3 separate regions of the Sus scrofa genome follow, and all the other regions are linked to region 3. The links are chromatin contacts, called in public HiChIP or PLAC-seq maps. All regions are on one chromosome and are shown on one strand. The core of a region is the stretch at or near the end of the contact, and the rest is flanking DNA. Distances in the headings are between cores, read along the strand shown.

What was found. HiChIP or PLAC-seq counts read pairs in DNA pulled down with a chosen protein or histone mark.
Region 1: an H3K27ac HiChIP or PLAC-seq map of alveolar macrophages shows a contact between it and region 3. The contact joins the promoter of LOC100624094 here to the promoter of LOC106505265 in region 3. A contact is called at or near these places in 1 of 5 promoter capture datasets (liver), 1 of 47 Hi-C or Micro-C datasets (embryonic fibroblasts) and 1 of 2 datasets of contacts at active chromatin or transcription factors (alveolar macrophages).
Region 2: a contact with region 3 is called in an H3K27ac HiChIP or PLAC-seq map of alveolar macrophages. The contact joins the promoter of SPG20 here to the promoter of LOC106505265 in region 3. A contact is called at or near these places in 1 of 5 promoter capture datasets (fetal liver) and 2 of 2 datasets of contacts at active chromatin or transcription factors (alveolar macrophages and skeletal muscle).

The regions. Positions count from the first base shown.
Region 1 is chr11:12,308,333-12,311,105 of Sscrofa11.1, forward strand. LOC100624094 (spermatogenesis- and oogenesis-specific basic helix-loop-helix-containing protein 2) reads right to left here and starts at 1,393. Exons shown (of 20, transcript XM_021065387.1): 1 at 1,157-1,393. The coding sequence starts at 1,239.
Region 2 is chr11:12,344,834-12,347,697 of Sscrofa11.1, forward strand. It overlaps SPG20 (spartin), which reads right to left and starts at 1,393. Exons shown (of 11, transcript XM_021065568.1): 1 at 1,215-1,393. The coding sequence starts at 1,221. It overlaps LOC110255803 (a long non-coding RNA gene), which reads left to right. Exons shown (of 5, transcript XR_002336656.1): 1 at 1-482; 2 at 2,268-2,563.
Region 3 is chr11:12,862,342-12,865,041 of Sscrofa11.1, forward strand. LOC106505265 reads left to right here and starts at 1,449. Exons shown (of 8, transcript XM_021065389.1): 1 at 1,449-1,479; 2 at 1,845-2,021; 3 at 2,095-2,164; 4 at 2,235-2,700. The coding sequence starts at 1,449. It overlaps SUPT20H (transcription factor SPT20 homolog), which reads right to left and starts at 2,594. Exons shown (of 24, transcript XM_021065260.1): 1 at 2,427-2,594.

The DNA of each region.
Region 1 (2,773 bases), core at 143-2,642, 550 kb before region 3:
TGTTAAAAGTATTAAACTAAGGCTGAAGATACTACGGTACACAAACAGATCATCAGCAATAGTAGGAGCTAACTTCCCCTGAATGTTGATTGCAAGCCAATGCTAAGTACTTAACATACATTTCACTTAGTCCTGGCAACAACCCTATGTGTGAGATAATGGTTTCTACACCAAACTTAGACTTAAGAGGTTCATTAACTTGCCCAAGACCATGTAGTTGCTGTGTAATAAGAGCTAGGATTTGAATTTATACAGGATTTCTCTAAAGTATTGGTTCCTATACTCTGTTGCTTCAGGGAATACAGAACCTGGCCTCAGAGTGCTTACAGTTGAGTACCAGATCAAGAAATAACTGAACAGTTAAAAGAGCGTGGTGGGGCTATAATAGAGAAAAAAAGCAAGAAGTCATAGGGACAGAAGAATCTAGCTCTCCTGGAGCCTGATGGTGTGGTTGTGGGCTTCTTTTTAAAAATATTTAAAAGTTTCAAAGACTTAGTAGTAAGTTTTTTTTGTTTGTTTGTTTGTTACTTTGTTTTTTGTCTTTTTTAGGGCCGCACCGGTGGCACATGGAGGTTCCCAGGCTAAGGATCTAACTGGAGCTGCAGCTGCCAGCCTACGCTACCGCCACAGCAACGCGGGATCTGAGCCGCGTCTGCGACCTACACCACAGTTCAGGGCAACGGAGATCCTCCAGTAAAAAGTATTAATACTGAGTATTTTAAGAACTATATATAGTAGGGGCTTCATTTTTACAAAATGTCACCAAATTCTTAAGCTCTTCTAAAGGGATGAAAGAGAAGCATGATATTTCAACCTTTTGAATCTGAAACAGAAACCCTGAAATTAGTGGACCATTAACAGCAAACTGATATTTCAGCATCATGTAGTATATGCACACAGGGCACTCCATTTGGCTTGATCCTGAAGGCAGGACATCCTAGCTCAAAACCTATTCTAATAGCAAATGCAAGAGGTAAAGGAATCTTTGCTATAAAACACTGACTGCTTCTTGATGTCACTACTTTTGCCTAGGTATTAATCACACTGCAGGTGTCACATCAGCCTCAGTGGCTTTGGCCGTGAACCACGGGGCACCAACAGGCGCAGGCGCGGACGTGAACCCTACACCCGACGGGAGTGCGCCCCCCCAACTCACTTCAGGTGGATTTCTTCTAGTAACTCCAATTTAAGGCGGTCGGTGCTCACACCGTCGAAGGTGTCGCTTCGTCCCTCCTCCATAGTGTTAGATCAGAAGCCACCCACACCTTCCCTCGACCGGCTCCCAACGCTAAACCTCAGGGAACACCCAGAAGCTGGGAGAGGCCAAACTTGGTCAGGCCGTTGTCAGGGCGACCTGCCTCACGGTCGCATCCCGGCGCCTCCGGATGACGTCACAGGACGGCGGTGGGGGCGGGACACAGGCTGGGCTGCCCAGAGCGGCTTAAACGCGAGGAGGGCTGCTTGTGCTCGGGACACCTCCAAACTCCTTCGCAAGTCCTGTGGGCCGCGGCGTCCATCCTTCTCCCAAACCCGCGGAGGGGGCAAGCCTTGCCCAAGATGGCAGGGGGAGTGTGCGTGGCCTGCGTGCCTGAGGATAAGGTGTCGAGGGCTGTTGGCCTTGGCTGCTTTGCTTAAACCCCGACACATGTCCGCCGTTCACGTTGTTCATGCCCTCGTTAGGGAAGGGCTGGATCCCAGAACAGCTGTGCCTTTCTTTGCTTAAGTTAACCAAGCCCCCAGGCTTTGGCTCGGAGAGTCTGGGGAGGAGGACTCTAAAGAAGGTACTAGAATTCTGATTGTTTGAGCCTTCAGTTCAGATTGTCTTTGAATTCTGGCAAATCTGGCAGCTGTCTGCGGACCTAGCTGAAAGCTGCCCCAACTGCAACTTGAAATTTCATGATTGTATTTGTAATTGCAAACTTTGCAGTCTACTCTTGGCTTACCTGTGCTTTAGTTCCATCCGTGGCTCCGGTCCAAAGATGCAGCTCACTTTACCTCTGACTTCTCTGGTACATGTTCCATCCGTTGAACAAACTTGAGAAGTGTGAGCAATGGGACCATGTTTTCTAACAGAAATCAGCTCAAGGAGTCTGGTGGAGTTCCTTTGTTCTGTTTACTGCCTTTTTACTGCTGAGAAAAGTGACCCAGAGTGGTCAGTAAATGCTATTGGTCATGTACCTATAAAAGGAAACAAAGATTGGGGGCGGGAGCATAAAAAGCACATTTGAGTATGTGTTATTGCTGCTTACTGGAGATTCCTGGAAAACTGATAATTTATGGGGAAAATGTTAGAAACTGGAATTGAAGAAACCGCATCTAAAACTGGAGTCAGGGCAGGCCTGTAGGAGGAGCTCACACACCCTGCCATAAGTCCTCAGTTGCTCTTAACAGCGAGAAACGTCTGTCTAGGACAGGAAGGTGCCTCTCCTTTAGTATCCTGCAGGAAGAAAACTGAGTCGTCAGCCTAGTCAATGAGAAGCTTTCATACTTTATAAGACTCCCAGCTTCCTCCGCTGGACTCCCTGATTATTGCGACCCTTCTTAACCTCCTCCTTTTCTCTATAAAACAAGTTTCCAGTCCCTGTCCTCTGGATTGTTTCGTGATCCGCCATAGTTCACCTATCTCAAATTGCAGTTCCTCTGGCTATTCCTAATAAGCTTGCTTTTGCTGGTGAAATAACTGGCTATTATATTATTAAAATTGACAAAACTAACCTATGGTTGCTATACTGAACAGTTTGTATCAAATAAACTATAAAATGGTTCGCAAGAT
Region 2 (2,864 bases), core at 143-2,642, 520 kb before region 3:
AATCGGGGACATTCTTAAGGTGCCCTTTCGCCTTTCCGTTTGTTCTGCTTTTGAAAATTTCAAAGAAAACTGTTGAATTCCTAAGTACCTAGGGCCCGTATTTCACAGGCAACAACAATCTGGACGGCACACTCATTCAATTAACAACACAATAAAGCGAATACCGAGTGACCTCCAGACAAAGAGTAAAGCAGTTAATTACAACTACAGAGCGGAAAACTGGGCCAATCCTAGAGTAACGCAATAATGCCGAGTCACGAAACTGCGCACTCCCAGCGAAACTTTTCCTAGACACAGAGTAAATCGGAGGCAACCTCTGCAGTGCTCAGCCCCTAACAAACGTGAACGACCGTATTCGAAAGAGTAAAATCGCGCGCTATCCATTCCCGAAGTTGTTGACCTTTCTGTAACGAAAGGCTGCCGAACTTCCACGAAAGCTGGAAGCGCTAGGAGAGGCTGAATAATCGCTGCGGTTTTCCAAGGTAGGGAAAACAGCGGGGGCAGAACAGCAGAAAGGGTCAACACAGAAGCTCAGGTAGGAGGACGCAGATCCACGGGGAAGGCAGCGCTCTCCATCCCAACAGTAAATAGGAAGCGGGGCGGTGGGGGGGGGGGCGTCCTACGGAGCTGACGGTTCCGTAAATACAGAAGCTGGGGGCTGACAACGAACAGCTTAAACTAGTCTCTCCCACAGTAGCTCCCTTCCACGAAAGTTTCATCTGAGACTTGGATGAGGTCCCGCAGCCTTCTCCGCCCTTCTGGGCCCTCCAGCCCGCGGGCCCTGGGCGCTCCCGCCACCCGCCCGCCTTGGGGTCCCGCTCAGCGGCGACTTCCTCCCGCCGGCCGCCGCCCACCTGTGCCTGACAGGCCTCGGGCGCCTCGGCGCCGCCAGCAGAGTTCCCCGCCTGGCGGCCGCAGCCCACGGCCCTCTCCCTCCGACGCGGCGCGGCCGCCAAGCGATCTGCGGAGTTGCCCAAAGTTCTCGGCGCCCCGCAGGCGCGCGCCCGCACGCCCGCACTGACAAAGCGTTCGGAGCCGCGCGCTGCGGAGCGCGCCACGTCACGCGCCCGCGCCGCCCCGCCCGCCGGCTCCCGCGTGACCTGAGCGCGAGCGCACGGCCCCCGCAGCTGGGCCTTCACGTGACGCCCACTGGGGCCTCTGCCCCTGGGGCCTGTCACCGCGTGCCCCCGCCCCCAAGTTCTGTCCACTCTGACCTTCCATGTGGTCTCTGGGGAGACGTCAGTCCACCTCGAACCCCAGAGTCACTGTAAAACTCCGAGAGGAGAAAAGAGCGAGGGCAGCAGGCCCGGGGAGAACCACGTGAGCCAGCGGGCTCAGCGCGGACCCCAACCAGGGTCTCCCGGCCACGTCGACAGCCCTCGCGCTTGCGCAATGTCTTTCCTTCCCCGACCCCAGGCTGCAGGAGGGACAGGGCGAGAGTGGTGGGCGGAGAGCGCTGTGGCGGCTAGGGGGAGCCTTGAGGGCCGGAAGGCTAAAAAATATTAAATTCCTGACGCCTAAGGATAAATAGCAAGTGGCTAATACCATTTATGATTATGGGAAGCTAAAAGGGGAAAATCAAAGTGTACATATTCTCCGTTTCTTCTAAAGTTATTTGAAATTAGTAAAATACTATAGATGTGTGGACAGGCATGTAGCCTGCTTTTCCAGTTCTGCAAGAATCAAGCCAGCGCCCACAAGAGCCCGGAGAGGATCCAGTTCAGAACGGAGAAAAACGCAAAGTGGTTTGCGCTTTGGCTACTGGCCCTAGGTAGTTAATATGCATAGCTAAGGAATAATGAGCTCAGACTCATCTATCATCTCATACATAGAAAAGCACTAACATCAGAAACTTTAAATGTCTTTTCTTTGTGCTTAGCAGTAATCTTTTGATATTCTATTGTTTTTAAATTAAAAACAAAAACAAACAAAAAAAACAAGCTCAGGAGTTCCATTGTGGCTCAGTGGAAACCAATCTGACTAGCATCCATGAGGACGCAGGTTTGATACCTCGTCTTGCTCAGTGGGTTAAGGATCCTGTGTTGCCATGACCTTCAGAGTAGGTCGCAGATGTGCCTTGGATCTGTATTGCTGTGGCTGTGGTGTAGGCTGGCAGCTGCAGCTCCGATTCAACTCCTAGCCTAGGAACTTCCATATGCCACCAGATATAGCCCGAAAAAGACCAAAAAAAAAAAAAAAAAAAGAAAATACAACCTACAGACTATGAGAATGTATTTTCAAATCACCACATTTTACTTGTATTTCAGATATATAAAGAACAGGAGTTCTTGCTGTGGCACAAAGGGATCAACTGCGGCTTGGGAGCCCTGAAATGCAGGTGTGATCCTGGTGCAGCACAGTAGGTTAAAAATCCAGTGTTGCCACAGCTGCGGCTTAAGTTGCACCTGTGGCTCCCATCTGATCCCTGGCCCAGGAACTCCATATGCTGTGGGGTGGCCAAAAAGAAGAAGGAAAACAAAACAGCAACAACAACAACTATATGTGTGTGTGTGTGTGTGTGTGTGTGTGTGTGTGTATCCCTTAAAACCTAATAATTAACAAGGTAATTAATCTAATTTTATATTAATTATAATATAATAATTATAGTATATATACAGGCAAAGAATTTGAAAAGACATTTCTCCAAAAATATAATAATGGTTCAGAAAGCAGATGAAAAGATTCTCAATGTCATCAGTCTTTAGAGAAGTTCAAATAAACACAATGAGATATCATTACCCTCTAGAAAGGTTGCAATAAAAAGACACTAACAAGTGTTGTACAAGAATGTGGAGAGGTGCTGGGGTTAAGGATCTGACGTTGTCACTGCAGTTGCTTGAGTAACAGCTGTGGCTCAGGTTCAC
Region 3 (2,700 bases), core at 199-2,698:
AGACATAGCATGACTTAGCAATTAAAAAGGAAAATTATTCGAGGCATGTATATTTCTAAGACACCTTTAAAATAATCAGTAACAATAAAACATACATATCACAATTGAGCCACTCATTTTTTTTTTTGGTCTTTTTAGGGCCGCACCTGCAGCATATGGAAGTTCCCAGGGTAGGGGTCGAACTAGAGCTGTAGATGCCAATCTATGCCACAGCAAGGCCAGATCTGAACTGAGTCTGCGACCTGGATCATAGCTCACAGCAACACTGGATCCTTAACTCACTGAGTGAGGCCAGGGATTGAACCCAAATTCTCATGGATCCGAGTTGGGTTTGTTATCGCCAAGTCATGTTGGCAACTCCTGAGCCACTCATTTTCTTAAATTACGACTGACTTACAATATGCCAATTTCTGCTGTATAGCAAAGTGACCCAGTCATATATATTAGCCATTCATTTTTTGAAAAGTACATTTTTAACTAGGTAGGGCCAGATACAGTTTGCAAGTTAAAATCATTACTCAGTTTCTTAAAAATATTTAACATTTAGGAGAGAAAATAAATATTTTTAAACTTCTTCAACCATCACTGCTGCTGCACTCACTGTTACCCTGGATTATTTTAACAGCCTGCCCTCTGGCCTTGGTCACTGTACAGTTCACTTTACAAATCATACGTCTCAGCATACCTGCTAATAAAAGTCCTCCCAAACGTTCCAGCTATCTTCCAATGCAGCTCCAGACCTTCCAGCCTTTCCCCTCCTCAAACAAGATACACTCCCTGAGAACCTCATTCCTCTAACACACAAGTTCTCATCCTCGCAGCACTACTGAGTAACCTTGCGGACCTTTAAAAGGTAGGATACCACCCTCCACTCTCCAGAGATTCTAATTAGCTGGTCTGGAGTAGTGCTCAGGGATCAGCATTTCTGAAGAGCTCTAGGGGATTCGATGGTGCTGCCTGTGTTGCTATCTATGCTCTCTGCCTCCCGAAGATGGTATGTTTGCTCTCAGAGTGACCCTAAACGAGGCTTATTTTTAATCTAATTCTTTACATAACTCCTTGCAACCATCCACCCCCCGCCCCGTGACCGTACACAGCTGAGCACATCTTTAAGTGACAGAAAACAGTATTTTCCATGTAAAATTGTTTTGCTTTGTTTTTGGTGAAACCAAAGCTTAAGTTTTACCAGTTCGGGTTTGAGAAAAAGAAGGGTGGAGAAATCAGGTAAAAAACCCACAAACCACCAGAAATGACAACCACCGTAGAGGTTCCAGAAATAATAATTTTAAAAATAAATAAGACATTAATCCTACTCCAGAAGAGCTCGTGGGAGGTTTAAGATGAACTCAAGTTAAGGTGAAAATTTTCTGATCAATGAATCCAAAGATGAAGATACACTAAGTATAGGCAAAATTTAATGACTTTAAAATTAGATCTCTTGTCACTGAATGGAGACGGAAGGGGGGGACTGGGTGAGAGGTATGCTTAGCGACCTCTAAGTACCACAAAACACAGTAACTACGGACACCACTTAAAAACCAAATATGTTGACTACGCAGAATTTACTAGAACGCTATGAGAAAAATCACTGTAATTATCATCTCTATTTTACAGAATAAGGCTGTCACAACCAGTGGCTTTCCCAAGATCACACAACTGGACCGGAATTCAGACCCCTCTCTCTTTTAAATCTTAAAGTTTCTTTTAGTAAATTTTACAACCTTCAGACCACTCAATCCAGCACCCGTTTTTAGATTTTTTTAAAGCAAAACATTTAAAACAAGGACTCGATTCCTCCTAATTTTGATCTAATTTTACATCATAACTAGTTTGATTTCTACCAGGGGCTTTGGGTTTTGTACCGGGAAAACGGAGCCCCTCCCCTGTGGAGACTATCGGAGATGGCTTCCAGGGGCAGCTATTCGCCAAGTTTATTTCCGAATTCCCAGTAACCACGGCGAGGACCAGTATTCAATCCAATTTAAATGTCGCCATCAGTCTCACTGACTGCCCTGATCGACGTGAGTCTCCTCCAAAGGCTCGAGCTTCCGTTAACAATTTAGACTTTACCTGAAAAACGCCCTATCTCCACAGCGCAGCGAACAGCCTTTATTCAATATGGACACCGAGAAACCCGCCCCCAAAGAAGCTACGCAAAATTCTTGCGAGCTTCCGGAAATACCTGTAACCGGAACCCCAAAGTCAAGACTAAAATGAAAACCGTGGCGTGACAGCCTCCAAGAGGCAACGGAGGGGACCAACACCGACGGCAGCTCGCTCGCCTCGGCCCGCCGCGTCTGTGGGAACAACGTCTTTCTCCCGTCGGCTTTGGGCCCTGAAGCGGCGAAAAGCCACTTGGGAAATCGCTCCCTCACCTCTGACCCCGCCCCGAATCTCGCGCGCTTACCCCGCCCGCCGAGGCCCACCTGTGCCCGGAGCCGCCTCGTGACGGCGCCGCTGGCTCGGCCGGAACGTGACGTGCAGCCTCGGCCCCCCGCCGCCAGCTGCACGCCGGCCAGGGGCTCGCTCCGCACGCCCTTTCGCCGGCGCAGCGCTGTAGCCCCGCCAATCGTCTGTTCCGGCGCCCGCAATTCGACTGGCGGGCTGGGCGGAAGTGGTGGAGCTGGGAAGGCGGGGCCGCGGTCGGGAGGCCAGATACCAGCACACTCCGGTTTGCGGTTGGTCCCCGCGAGCTTTGTC